Linked DNA regions of Gossypium hirsutum: region 1 is linked to region 2. Evidence: chromatin contacts called from public Hi-C data. All regions are on one chromosome and are shown on one strand. The core of a region is the stretch at or near the end of the contact, and the rest is flanking DNA. Distances in the headings are between cores, read along the strand shown.

Region 1 (6,147 bases), core at 1,875-4,374, 270 kb before region 2:
ATTTTATAATAATAAAAAATATGAATTCTATGAATTTTTCAATTTGTTTCAAATAATTATAAATTTAAAAATATTTTCATAATTTTTTATATAAAATAAATTATGAATTCTTTGATTTTGTTTTCTTTAGAATTTTATGATATTTTTATTTTTTAATTTTTTTTTAAAAAATTACCATTATATTTTTTAAAAAAATACCAAACTAATGTTTTAATTATAATTCCATATTATTTCATTAATAGGGAACAAAAGTCAGCAGATGATTGATCAAAAAGTAACAATTTGATAACAAAAATGATCATAATATAACTTTTGATAGTTGGATGATTTGATGACAAAAGTTAGTAAGTAACCCAAACGTAACCCAATCAGAGGAGCAAGCTGTAAGTTGGTCTAGCAGGATCAAACTCCAAAACCAAGTCACATTAAAGAATTCAAAGCCACAGACCAGAAACTATCACAATTTGACTTGAGTCTATAACAAGTAGGATTAACATTGAATTCATTGGAAGCTGCAACTCTGAAAACTCTGTCCAAATAAGAAATTTCAGATTAACAATCTGAAGCAGCAGTGAATAGAACCAATGGCTGAATTTAAAATGGGATAATCAACCTTTCAATAGCATATCTACAGATCAGCCAAGGCCAAAACCATGCGAGGATACTCGAATTCAAAATGAAGAAAAAAGCACTACGCTGCAGGGGGCCTAAGCTCATGATCCTGAGACGTATCCCGTGATGATGGAGGTAAATATTGCCACATTGGGACCAAACCATAACCAGGAAAAACTGCCATCTTGTTTGTCGCGGCATGATACCCTGCCGGGTGAGCAGGAAGATATCTAGCTGGTGAAACGTTCAATGTTTTCGACTGTTGCTCTATCCTTTCTTTATTTGCCTTCAGTACAAGCTTCTCATCACGAATTTCATTCTTCTCAGCCTGTTGTATTGGGAAGTTAAGGAAAATGGGAAAGAAAATGAAGACAGTATAATATACGATGCAATCGGAAACAACAGAAACAATTCATCAACAAAATGAGTATCTATATGTCTCAGCCAATTTTAAAGGTCTGGAACTTTAGGATGCCTACTTTCCAAGCTCAACTTTTCAAAGATTTCTTTTTGTCGCTAATTCAGTTAAAGACCAACTTGTTTTAAGCTAGACAAGTCTACGATATTTCCATTTATTAGTTGCATACAAATGCAAATGATTAAAATTTGCATTAATGAAGACATGGCACTGAACAGGATGTCAGCTACACCAAATTGTATCACAAATGAGCACAACAATTAACTTATCAATTTTCGTCTATGTATCTCAACACGGTAAACTGATCCAAACGATACTGATAAACCAAAATTAAAGTCAGCAACATACACCTTGCATGGTTCAGAGGCCAAAGAATGTTGCTTAACAAATCAAAGAGTTAAAAGACTAGCAGTTTACTGAAGATTTGAGCAAATTATGGAACAAACATGATGTGAATATCTAGTTTTACCTAAAGAGAAGGAAAACTAACCTTTAAACTTTTTATTTCCTCCAATAGCTTTTCATTTGTTTCTTTGAGCTCCTGAGCGTCAGTTCTTAGTTGGGTCAGAACTCTGATTGCATCATCCAGTATTGCGGATTTGTCAGTCCTGGCAGGTCTCCCAGGTTCCAAAATAGAGCTTAGATCCAGAAACCTACAAGAGAATAACAAAATCTGATTCTTTGACATTCACAGCCTGATTAATGTGCTGTAAAAAGTGTACCTTTGATAAAATGTTATCACCAATATGAATACCAGAAAAGAAAAGAAAAAAAATGCAATATTAACCAAAAACAATACCTTTGCTTCAAAAATTAGAAAGAAAATATAAAAGGTTCGAAAACTTTGATGAAGAAACTAATGGAAGAAGATGGTGAAAGTACCATAAAAGCCCCAATAGTAGAAATCAGATTGCATTTTGCCCCCTCTACTCGAAAAATAAGTAAATTAGTCATTATACATTAGATTAGAGACCAAACCTGTCCTGTTAAAAATTTCATCCATTTCTATAGTTAAAAATTGGTCTCTCTACGTTAGCATGACGTAAACGTGGCACCTCACTGTCTAGTTATTCCATCAAGGGCAGTAGTTTTTTACGGTACAAATAAATAGATTTTTTAACATTAAAGACTAATTTACTATTTGATCTAATGTACAGGGATTAATTTACTCGTTATTTTTAGTAGAGGGGCCTTTATAGTACTTTTACCCAAAAAAAAATACATACCTTTCATTCAATTTCTCCCGTCTTAATTTCTCACGGCAAGCTTTAGTCCCTGGCCTGCTGCATGATCCACTGCGTCCCCTATAAATGCCATCAATTTCTAATATCAGTCTTTCAAATTAAGATTTTAAGCTGATGTCAAATTCAATAACAAGTAAACATAAAGCAAAAAAAAAAAGTTTGTTTTTTGTTCTAAGAACTAAGCGTCATGGGTCCAAACAAAAAACCTACTTTATATTATATTCGACAATTAAATACCCATAAACCTTTAAGAAATTAGAGAAACATTGAAATATGGATTGAGACAATACCTCTTGCGCGAGCAATCTCTATCGACGAATCCCTTTTCTTGATGCACAACAATTTCCCTGCCGCTACGGAACAATAATTGTAATTCAAATTCAAATCTCAAGGGGAAAAAATACCGAATTATAACAAGTTACTGAGAAAAACAAAACCTAGATTAAATCGAAATTCTTTTGGGGGAAAAAACCTGTAATTGGGCAAAAGTATATCTGGAGATGTATTTTCATCGATGAAACTATAATCCAGAAAATCCCAATCTTCTATTAAATCCATTTTGCACCACTACGACTCTTAAATCTTTAAATTCTTTTTTTTTTCTGGGAAATTCGGCGTGATATAATAAGGTAAAAATATATTTGTAGGAAATTTTGGGAATTGAAAATATTCTTCCTTTTTTTTTTTTGGTTGAATATGGAAGCATATATCCAGTGACATAAGAACACGTGGAGAAGGGTGAGTTAGTGAAATGACCGGGCTGCGCGCCGCCGCGTCGTTATTGATATTCTGAGTTTGACCTCCAAAGTGGCTATCACTTATACCCGCCACTTCAATTTCGGCGGTTCATATATTTTTGGGATTTCATATTTTATTTTTTTATACATTATATTATTACTTTTCAATCTATGTTTACTTATATTATTTTTAAGTTTAGCCGTGAAATACTAATTTAATTATGAAATAATTAAAAATGAAGTTGTTTAAGCATTTGGTACCATTTTTTTTATGAAGTGGAAAATAATGGGTAATTTTGATAAAAATATTATCTTTAAAAAATAATTAAGGTTTTAGGTTGATTTTTTTAATACTTAAAGAAATAAGTCGATTTTGGAGAGAGAAACAAAAAACACGTCTGATAGGAGCTAGGGTGCACTTTTAGCCTCTTGGCTAACACTTTAGCAGAAAACGTTTCCTATAGGATGTGTTTTCTACTTCTTCTTCTTCTTTTTTTTTTTTTGTATTGAGTGTTTGTGTTTATAGAGAAAGATTTTAGGAGAAATATTTATTTTTGTTTGTGCTTGAGGTAGACATTTTGATAATTTTAAGGTATCTTTGAGTTCACGGTAACACGATGGTGCTCGAAGACCCATATATTTCATTTGTCATATGGGAATGGAACCATTACCTTAGAATCCCATCGCGTTGCAACTTAAACTCCTAGTTCATGGTGGTTATATGGTCACATGTTGAAATATAACTAGGACTCCTAGTTGAAAGTGGCTATGCGGTCACAGGTTGAAGTATAACTCGGGCCCTCCAGTGACGGTGATTATGTTGTTCTGGGTTCAAGTTTCATGATATTGGAAGAGGATGCTTTATAAACTCCATACATAAGTTTGAGACTATAATCCTAGGGAAAAACAAAGGGGCTTTCCAGTATAATGAACTTATTCTTTTTCTCCACCTCCACCAAAGTAGTATCCTTAATGTAATAGATCATTTTTCAGTAGTGTCAAAAATAGTGATTTTGGGACCACAATTATGATGAGTGGGTTTGTAGATATATTTAATTAATATTTATGATTTAAATATATGATAATAGTGAACTGTGATTTAATGGATTTTATTAATTGTTCAGTTAGTTAAAGTATAAGTGGTACATACCGAAAGTTGGTGATTTTGAAAAATGAGGTATTAGGACCTCATTTTCACAAGCTGAGGTCATAAATATTTTTATTAAATATTTTACGGAGTTATTGTATTAGTGGATTGAAGCTTAGTTTGGTATTTTTAATGATTTAATAGTTAATTGAAAAAAGGACTAAATCATAAAAACTACAAAAATTATACATTATTAATTTGTATTAGTTAAGTGGCTTAAATAGTAAATGTTAATTTTTTAAATAAATATATAGTAGTGCTAAAGTTTATACTGTTAGTGCTTAATTCCTAAATAAATAAATATTAATTTTGTTAAGTTAAAAGTTAGGTAAATAATATTAAAAGAAAAGAAAAAGGTCATCTTCAACCTCATTTCTTTATTTTCACCGTTTGAGCTTTGTAAAAGGGGGAAATCAACCGTGGTTTTGGTTGAAGCTTGTGTTCCTTGCATTTAAGCCATTTCTAACCTATTTTTTTTATAATTTTTATATTTTTGAGATCGTTGCAACTTGGTTCAGCTAACACATATTTTTGTTTTCAAAACTGTTAAAGTTTTAAAATATTGTCATTGATGAAAATTAAAGCTTTTGATGTTTAATGGTATGTTTGTGACCTTAGTTGTGAATAGGACTAAATTGTTAAGTAAATTTTGTTAGTTTTGTGTATAAGAACTAAATTGTAATAATGTAAAATTTGTCATGATTTTTTTTAAAATTATGTTTTTAGAGGGCTGTACAGTGATGAAATTGTAACGAGATTGAAAATCAAAGCTTGATTTTGAAAGATATAATAGTTTCGACTTTGAGAACTAAAATGAATAAAATACAAGACTTTGGGGAAATTGTGTAAAATGAATGAAAGATATTATATTCATGAATTTAGATGGTTTAAAGTGTTAAAAACTAATAATGTGAAATGAATTATTATATATATGAATGACTGAATCATACGGAGGAAAATTAGGAAAAAAGAAAATTACAGAATAGTCCCTACAAATAAATTTGTTTGCTGGTTGTATTAGGTAAGTTCATAGAAAATATATTTATATGTTCATGTTATGTGCTCTTATGAATTAGTTAATTAATTTTTGGTTGAATTATTAATATTAAATTGAGGATATTAATTGTTTACAGTTGAATGTAAGGTGAGTAAAACTCACTTGTAATGTGATGAATATATATAATTTATATGTTTCAGAAAGAAAATAATTGAATTACGGCATGTGTATGGGAATATTTCTTGAAGTTCCTTTGAGTAATAAATGTTATGAAATCTGTTAAATGTCCGTTTGAACATAGTAAACGATTAGGATATGATTGGTATGTCAATAAGGTTAGAACGATGTTTGTACAAGATTGCACTTTGGTGCCTCTGTTTGCACTTCGGTGCCTCTATTTGCACTACGGTACCTCTAGTTAGCATTTTGATGCTCTCTAGTGTGATGCAGTTACCCAAGTATCCGAGTTATGTTACTATAGTTCATCAGGCTATCTGTTAAAAGAAAATATATGGATTGACTTCATGAATTGTTTGGCAATGGTATGTTAATATGATTATTGAAATGTTAACTGATGAGATTGAATAAATGGTGAGTATGTGTTTAAAAATTATTTTGAAAAGATATCAAAATGCTTGGAAGGTTTATAGTTTATATGTATGAAACGCTTACTTAGTAAACATGATAAGTGGTAATAAGGCTATATGTTTAAAAGAAATGGTATATGATTGTGAATATAAAATGACATGATCAATTGGTTAATATGTTTCATATGTTAGACCTTTCCTATTGAATGATACAAAAATATGTCGAACTAAATGATTGAAAGATTATACGACTGACACATGAAACGTTCACTTTGTTGTTGTAAATGTCATGACAGGAAATCATATTAAATTAGTTATATTTGTTTACTTAATTGTAAATTGAGGTAAGAGTTTTGTCTAAATACGTAAGAACTTACTAAGCTTTATAAGCTTACTATATTTCAT
Region 2 (6,049 bases), core at 124-2,623:
TGTCTGGAGTATGCTTCACAGAAGGTTTAATCCCTAAGAAAGTCCATTTTAGGGATAAAGATGAAAGTGTGAATATAGAGTTAGAGGTAAATCAAATTGAGAAACCAACAACCTCTTGGAAAGACAAATTAGTTGGATCTTCTTCTAATTCTGCTGGGATTAACCTAGAGAAAAAAAGAGGATTTTGAATTGTTGGAAGACGATGTACAAAAAACATTCAACAATGGTATTTCTTTAACCAAATTTTGAAACAAAATTCAACGTATTATTATTCAAGATATGGATAACATTGATATTAAAGCTTCTGGGACGTAATATTAGTTTCCTGGTCTTACAAAAAAAAAGATTTACAATTTATAGAAGCCTTTGTCGTCGTTGCATTTAATGGACATCGAGAATGGCTACTTCCTGCCCAAATTCGATAATAAGGTTGGCTACAAAAAAGTACTCTTGGAAGGTTCGTGGATTACTTTTGGTCAATACCTGATATGCAACTATGGACGGTGTCATTCAATCCAACATAAACATTTCGAGCGTGGTTATGTCATGGATCAAACTTCTAGGGCTGCCGGGATATATGTATGAACACAAGATCTTAGTGGAAATAGGAGGCCTGGTGGGTAAAGTTGCCAAACTTGATTTGAATACAAATAATAGAATAAGAGGAGGATTTGCTTGCATGGCAATGTATGTGAATCTAGATAAACCTTTGGTGTCTCAAATCCTATTCAATGATAAAATAAAAAAAGATGAATTTCTACCAACGGTTTGTTTTCACCGTGGTAGATATAGATATATGAAGGATGTTTTCCCCTTTAGAGTCTTTGAACCCAAATTTGGGAAGCATCTAACGCTGTCTAAACCATTGCTAGAGGTGGAGAGTATTAAAGTTAATGACTCGAAGGTGACTAGCAAAATTTACGGGCCATGGATGCTTATTGAGAAGAAATCTAGGAGGAAAGCAAGGGGTTCACCAAAAGAGGTTGTTAGAATCACGACGAAAAAAATAAAGGGTCCCGTTTTAGAGCTTTAACCAAAATGGTAAATAATTTTGGAAATAAACCTAGTGATAAAGATGATAGTCTGGCTAATCGAAGCAATAAGAGGAAGGAAACCTTGACTGGAGGTATTCAAGGGACAGAAGCCCCCTACTTGAATGAAGGCCAACTGGATTTTAGGGCTCAATATAAAGGCCCTCTCACTAAGTTAGACTTCAAATACTTGGTAGGCCTTCAAAACTAAAACAGACTGTTAAAAGACCAAAAGTTGGGCTTGTTTGGTCTAAAAAACAAACTAATAATCCAAAGCCCTTGGATTATGGATGTTTCTTGAACCTTAGGGAGAATAGGTTGATGTTGGGTATCAAACTAAGTCATGAGATCGAGTCATCTATTGGACCAGTGGTAAGTGAGGATCCGCCCTTTCATTATTGGGCAGTAGAGAAATTTGGTCGACCATAAAAATTGGTAGCAACAATTACTGGAATTGAAATAAAGGTTTGGACTGGCGATGGTGGGTCTGTAGATTTGGAATCAATCCTTTTTAACGGAGGAAATAGTTGTGCCCTCGAATCTGTAGCTCGCTAAGTTCAGCATTGCAGGACCTATCAAAGTTCTAATCGCTGATTCCAATGCTGGCTTCAACCCCAACAGACATACAACCATAACATTTAAGGAAGTTAAAAATTCAAGTGACGGTGTATCGACAGAGGGGGACACTATTTTAGTTTTGGGGGTTGAAAACTTTAAGATACTAGGGAAGATTTTGGGGGAGAAAGTTGGGGGAGCATGGGTTTCTAAGAAACTTAATAAAATTATACATAGGAGAGGGAGCAGGTTTAAGGTCAATAGTTTCTCTAAACCTTTATTGCGTGATACAATGACTGTTTTGGCAAATTTTATTTCAATAAAGTTTATCGAGGAATTAGGCCAAGGTGAACCAAATCTAGTTAAAGAACCTCAATTCTAAAGGGTATTTTCTAGACAGTAAGATTTCAATTTATTTTCCTTTAATTTATTTTATATGGATTTAAATCAAACTATATTTTCTTAGAATTGTCAAGGTTGCGCGAGCAGCAAAATTCTTCATCTTTTTTGCGAGTTCATGTTTGAGCATAATTCGGATATTGTGTTTGTTGGAACTGAGAGTAAGCTGTAAAAAAATTCAATTATTGATAAATTAGGTTTTAATTCTTCTTACCGAATTAAAGCTATTGGATTTTCAAGGGGTATTTGGGTGGGCTGGAAGGATTTTGTACGGATTAGTATCATTCATAACCACACTCAACTCATCCTACTTTGTGTTTTTGGCAGTGTTCCCTCAAACTCTTTTTTTTATATTTTTTGTTTATGGTAGCCAAGATAGGGGAAGAAGAAAGTCGTTATGGTATGACTTGGCAGCTCTGTTGCCCCAAGATCCTATTCTGTGGATGATTATGGGTGACTTTAATGCTATTATATCACCTAATGAAAAGAAAAGTGATCGTGGCACAAGGAAGAGGTGTACGTCTTTTAGTAATTTTGTTGATCCTTGTCATTTGTAGGATTTTGGGTTCATTGGGCTTGCCTTTACTTGGAAAAGAGGTAACACGTATGAGAGGCTTGACTGAGCACTAGCCAATGACACTTGGATTTCATCTTTTCCACACTGCCTCGTGTATCATCTCCTGCGTATTAAGTTTAATCAAAGGCCTATCCTCTTGAGACCTAAATTGATATTAGTACACCTAAAGGAAGGCCATTTTAGTTTCTCACAAGATAGACGAAACACGCTAACTTTTCCACTTTGGTCAAAGATAATTGGAATTGTTTAGGTAATATGGCTGACTCTCTAACTGATTTTACCTCACATTTTAAAGAATGGAATAAGTCCGTGTATGGATTATAAGCACTCACAAAAGACACCTTATGAGATCGCTTGTGAATATTCAAAAGGCGATAGATCATTCGGCCTCGAATTGGTTAGTTAAATTGGAAATGGATGTTGAAGATGAGTTGGAAAATTTGCTTAATCATGAGGAATATTATGGAGACAAAATGTTAGGTGTGATTAGCTCCAACTTGGGGGATCATAATACAAAGTTTTTCCACAATCGTACGATCTAAAGAAGGAAATTAAATCGTATCATGGATTTGCGCATTGAGAATAGTGAATAGTGTTCTGACCAAAATATCCTTAACAAAAGGCAGTTGGTTTTTTTTCAAGACTTTATGGTGAAATCCCTGCTCCCATGAAAGATCTTCTCTCCAATATCTTCTCGCGTCTAAAGGACCAAGATATTACTTTTTTGGAGAAGTCAGTTGTGAACGAAGAGATTAAGAAAGCCTTATTTGGCATGGCTCCACTGAAGGCTCTAGGAAGCAATGGATTTCATCCTCACTTTTTTAGAGTGAATAGGATTTTGTTGGATCTACAGTTTGTGAATGGGTTCAAGGAATTTTTGCTGGTAACAAAATTGACTTTGAACTGAATAATACTCTGATTATTCTCATTCCGAAGAAAGATAGACCAGAGGGCTTCAGTCAAATTTGGCCAATCAATGTCTCTTCGGTGATGTAAAAATTGGTGATGAAAGTTATTGCAAATAGATTTAAATTGGTTTTTCCTAACATCATCTCAGAGGAACAAGTCGAATTTATCACTGGTCGAAATATTTTTGATAATGTTATTATAGCGCAGGAAGTCATTTATTCTATGTGTAGTAAGAGGATTGGTAGGAATTGGATGGCGATAAAACTGAATTTGGAGAAGGCTTATGATAGAGTAAGTTTGAATTTCATTGGCGTGTCTCTCCTAACTTTCGGGATTCCTGAGTTACTCATAACTATGATCATGGCAGCCGTATCTTCTCCTTCTATGCTGATCATATGGAATAGAGTTCCCACCCAAAAGTTTAAGCCAGTTAGAGGGATCAGACAGGGTTGTCCATTATCACCTTATCTCTTTGTTCTTTGTATGAAATGTTTAGGATATATTATTCATGTGGAAATAGATGCTGATAAGTAGAATCCAATTCATTTATCAAGATTGGGATCGGCTTTATCTCATCTATTTTTTGCGAATGACCTGGTCATTTTTTGCAAAGCAGAGATAGAGCAAGCTTATCTGTTAAAGGGGATTTTGCAACACTTTTTTCAATTTTCTGGACATAAGATTAGTGCAAGGAAAAGTAATATGCATTTTTCCAAAAGAGTTGAAACTAATTTATATGCTCAGATTAGTTAATTATTTGGGTTTCAGAAAGTTCATAGTCTTGGGATTTACTTGGGGGTGCCCCTTATTCATGATTGGGTCACCAAAAATACCCTGAATTTTGTTGTGGAAAAAGTGAGACGCAAACTACAAAGTTGGGAAGCAAGGAAGTTATCCACTGCGGGAAGAGTCACTTTAGTTCAATCAGTTCTTGTAGCTATCCCAAACTACTTCATGTAGTCTATGCTTATCTCGAAACGCATTTGTACAAAGACCGAGCGAATAGTAAGGCAGTTTATATGGGGTTGTTCTTATAGACATTCACAACTTGCCTTGGTCGGGTGAGATTCCATTTATCAGCCAATATCTCGAGGTGGCCTTGGGTTTTGACATCTTTAAGATCAACATAATTCTTTTCATATGAAGGTTGGTTTTAATTTGGTCACTATGGAGGATGCTTTTCAGGTATGGGTCCTTCGTGCAAAATATAGCTAGAAGGATCAGATCCCAGATTCCATTGCCAGAAGTCAGTGTTCACACCTATGGCACTCCCTTTCTAAGGTGTGGCCCCTTTTCTGTGAAAAGTTAATTTGGTTAATTGGTAATGGCTCTAGTATTCATTTTTGGAAGGATCCTTGAATCTCGAGAGTCGGTCCTTTCCTCTCGCATGATCCCGCTCATGCAAGATTAGATTTGGAGTGCACCCTGAGAGACTAGGTTATGTCTGATGGATCCTGGAAATTGGATTTGTTTCGTCTGTGGTTATCTAAAGAGGTGATTAAACATATAGTGAACATTCCTCCCTCACACCCTACCGATAGGGCAGATAGGGTCATCTGGGCTCGTTTAGGGTCAAGATCTTTTTTTTTGTTTGTTTGTAATGCTTATTAGGCCTTAAAAGAAGATTTTTAAAATCCCTAAAGAAGATTGTTGGAAGAATACTTGGAAATATCAAGGTCTCTAAAGCCTCCTTTTTTTTTCTTTAGCTAGTTTCTAAACAGAGACTTCTTACTAATACGGAGTGCATTCGAAGAGGAATTGGCCATATCAGCTCTTGTCCTTTATGTGGACAACACATGTTATTTTCTTATCCTTTTTATATTTGGTTTTCTTCTAATCTTTGTTGTCATGTTAAGATGCATGATTGGGGAGTTATTTGGTCATGCCCGTTTGGCCTAATTGCTTGGCGAATTTGGAAGATTAGGAATTTATTCATCTTTTAGAACATTACTTGGTTAGCCTACGAAATTGTCAAAGCTTCTCTAAGTTGGGCACAATAATTTGAACCTTTTCTTAACGGCTACAAGGTCAATACACTTAATTCAGTGGTTCATTCAATCTCTAAAGGCAATTGGGTTCATTTATTCTCTGATGGAGCAATGACCAAAGATTCCGAGAATGCTTCCGCTGAAGGGGTGGTTCGTGATCCATTTGGAAAATGGATATTGGGATTTAATTCGTATCTGGGCAGATGCTCACCTTTTGAGGCAAACTTTGGGGTATCCTGGATAGACTTATCATTTTATTAAATAAGGGATACAAATGTGACATAATTTGGACAAACAACCTAGAGGTGGTTAAAGCCTTGTATATGAAATGGTCAGTAAAGTTAGAAATACCTTGCTTAGAAGGATCCAACGATTTATGAGTTCTGAAGGATAATGGAATATCATATTTGTATCCAGGGAATGCAAATTAATAGTGGATCGACTGGTGAAGCTCAATTTAGCATGGCAAACAAGCCTACAGATTTTTGAAATACCTTTTGATGTTGTGTCTATGACTCTTCAACAAAACAAAACGTTTAATGTTTTTTAGCATTTAATTTGATAAAACTTTATTCTATCTTTCACCAAAA

Evidence for each region. A called contact is a pair of places that touch in the nucleus more often than the background predicts.
Region 1: a contact with region 2 is called in a Hi-C map of leaf, with 2.6 times the contacts expected there. The contact joins the promoter of LOC107897030 here to the enhancer-like site in region 2. A contact is called at or near these places in 3 of 34 Hi-C or Micro-C datasets (anther, hypocotyl and leaf).

What each region holds. Positions count from the first base shown.
Region 1 is chrA10:35,221,096-35,227,242 of Gossypium_hirsutum_v2.1, reverse strand. LOC107897030 (transcription factor bHLH104) reads right to left here and starts at 3,124. Exons shown (of 5, transcript XM_016822358.2): 1 at 2,747-3,124; 2 at 2,565-2,627; 3 at 2,257-2,334; 4 at 1,521-1,683; 5 at 400-940. The coding sequence starts at 2,832. The coding sequence ends at 692.
Region 2 is chrA10:34,948,060-34,954,108 of Gossypium_hirsutum_v2.1, reverse strand. No RefSeq gene overlaps it. Among protein-coding and RNA genes, the nearest start is that of LOC107895871, 39 kb to the left of the region's middle. Within about 2 kb of position 1,373, at least 5 of the 9 cell types and tissues checked have an H3K27ac peak or open chromatin away from gene starts, as enhancers often do. A contact at or near this core is called in hypocotyl and leaf, where this site is marked.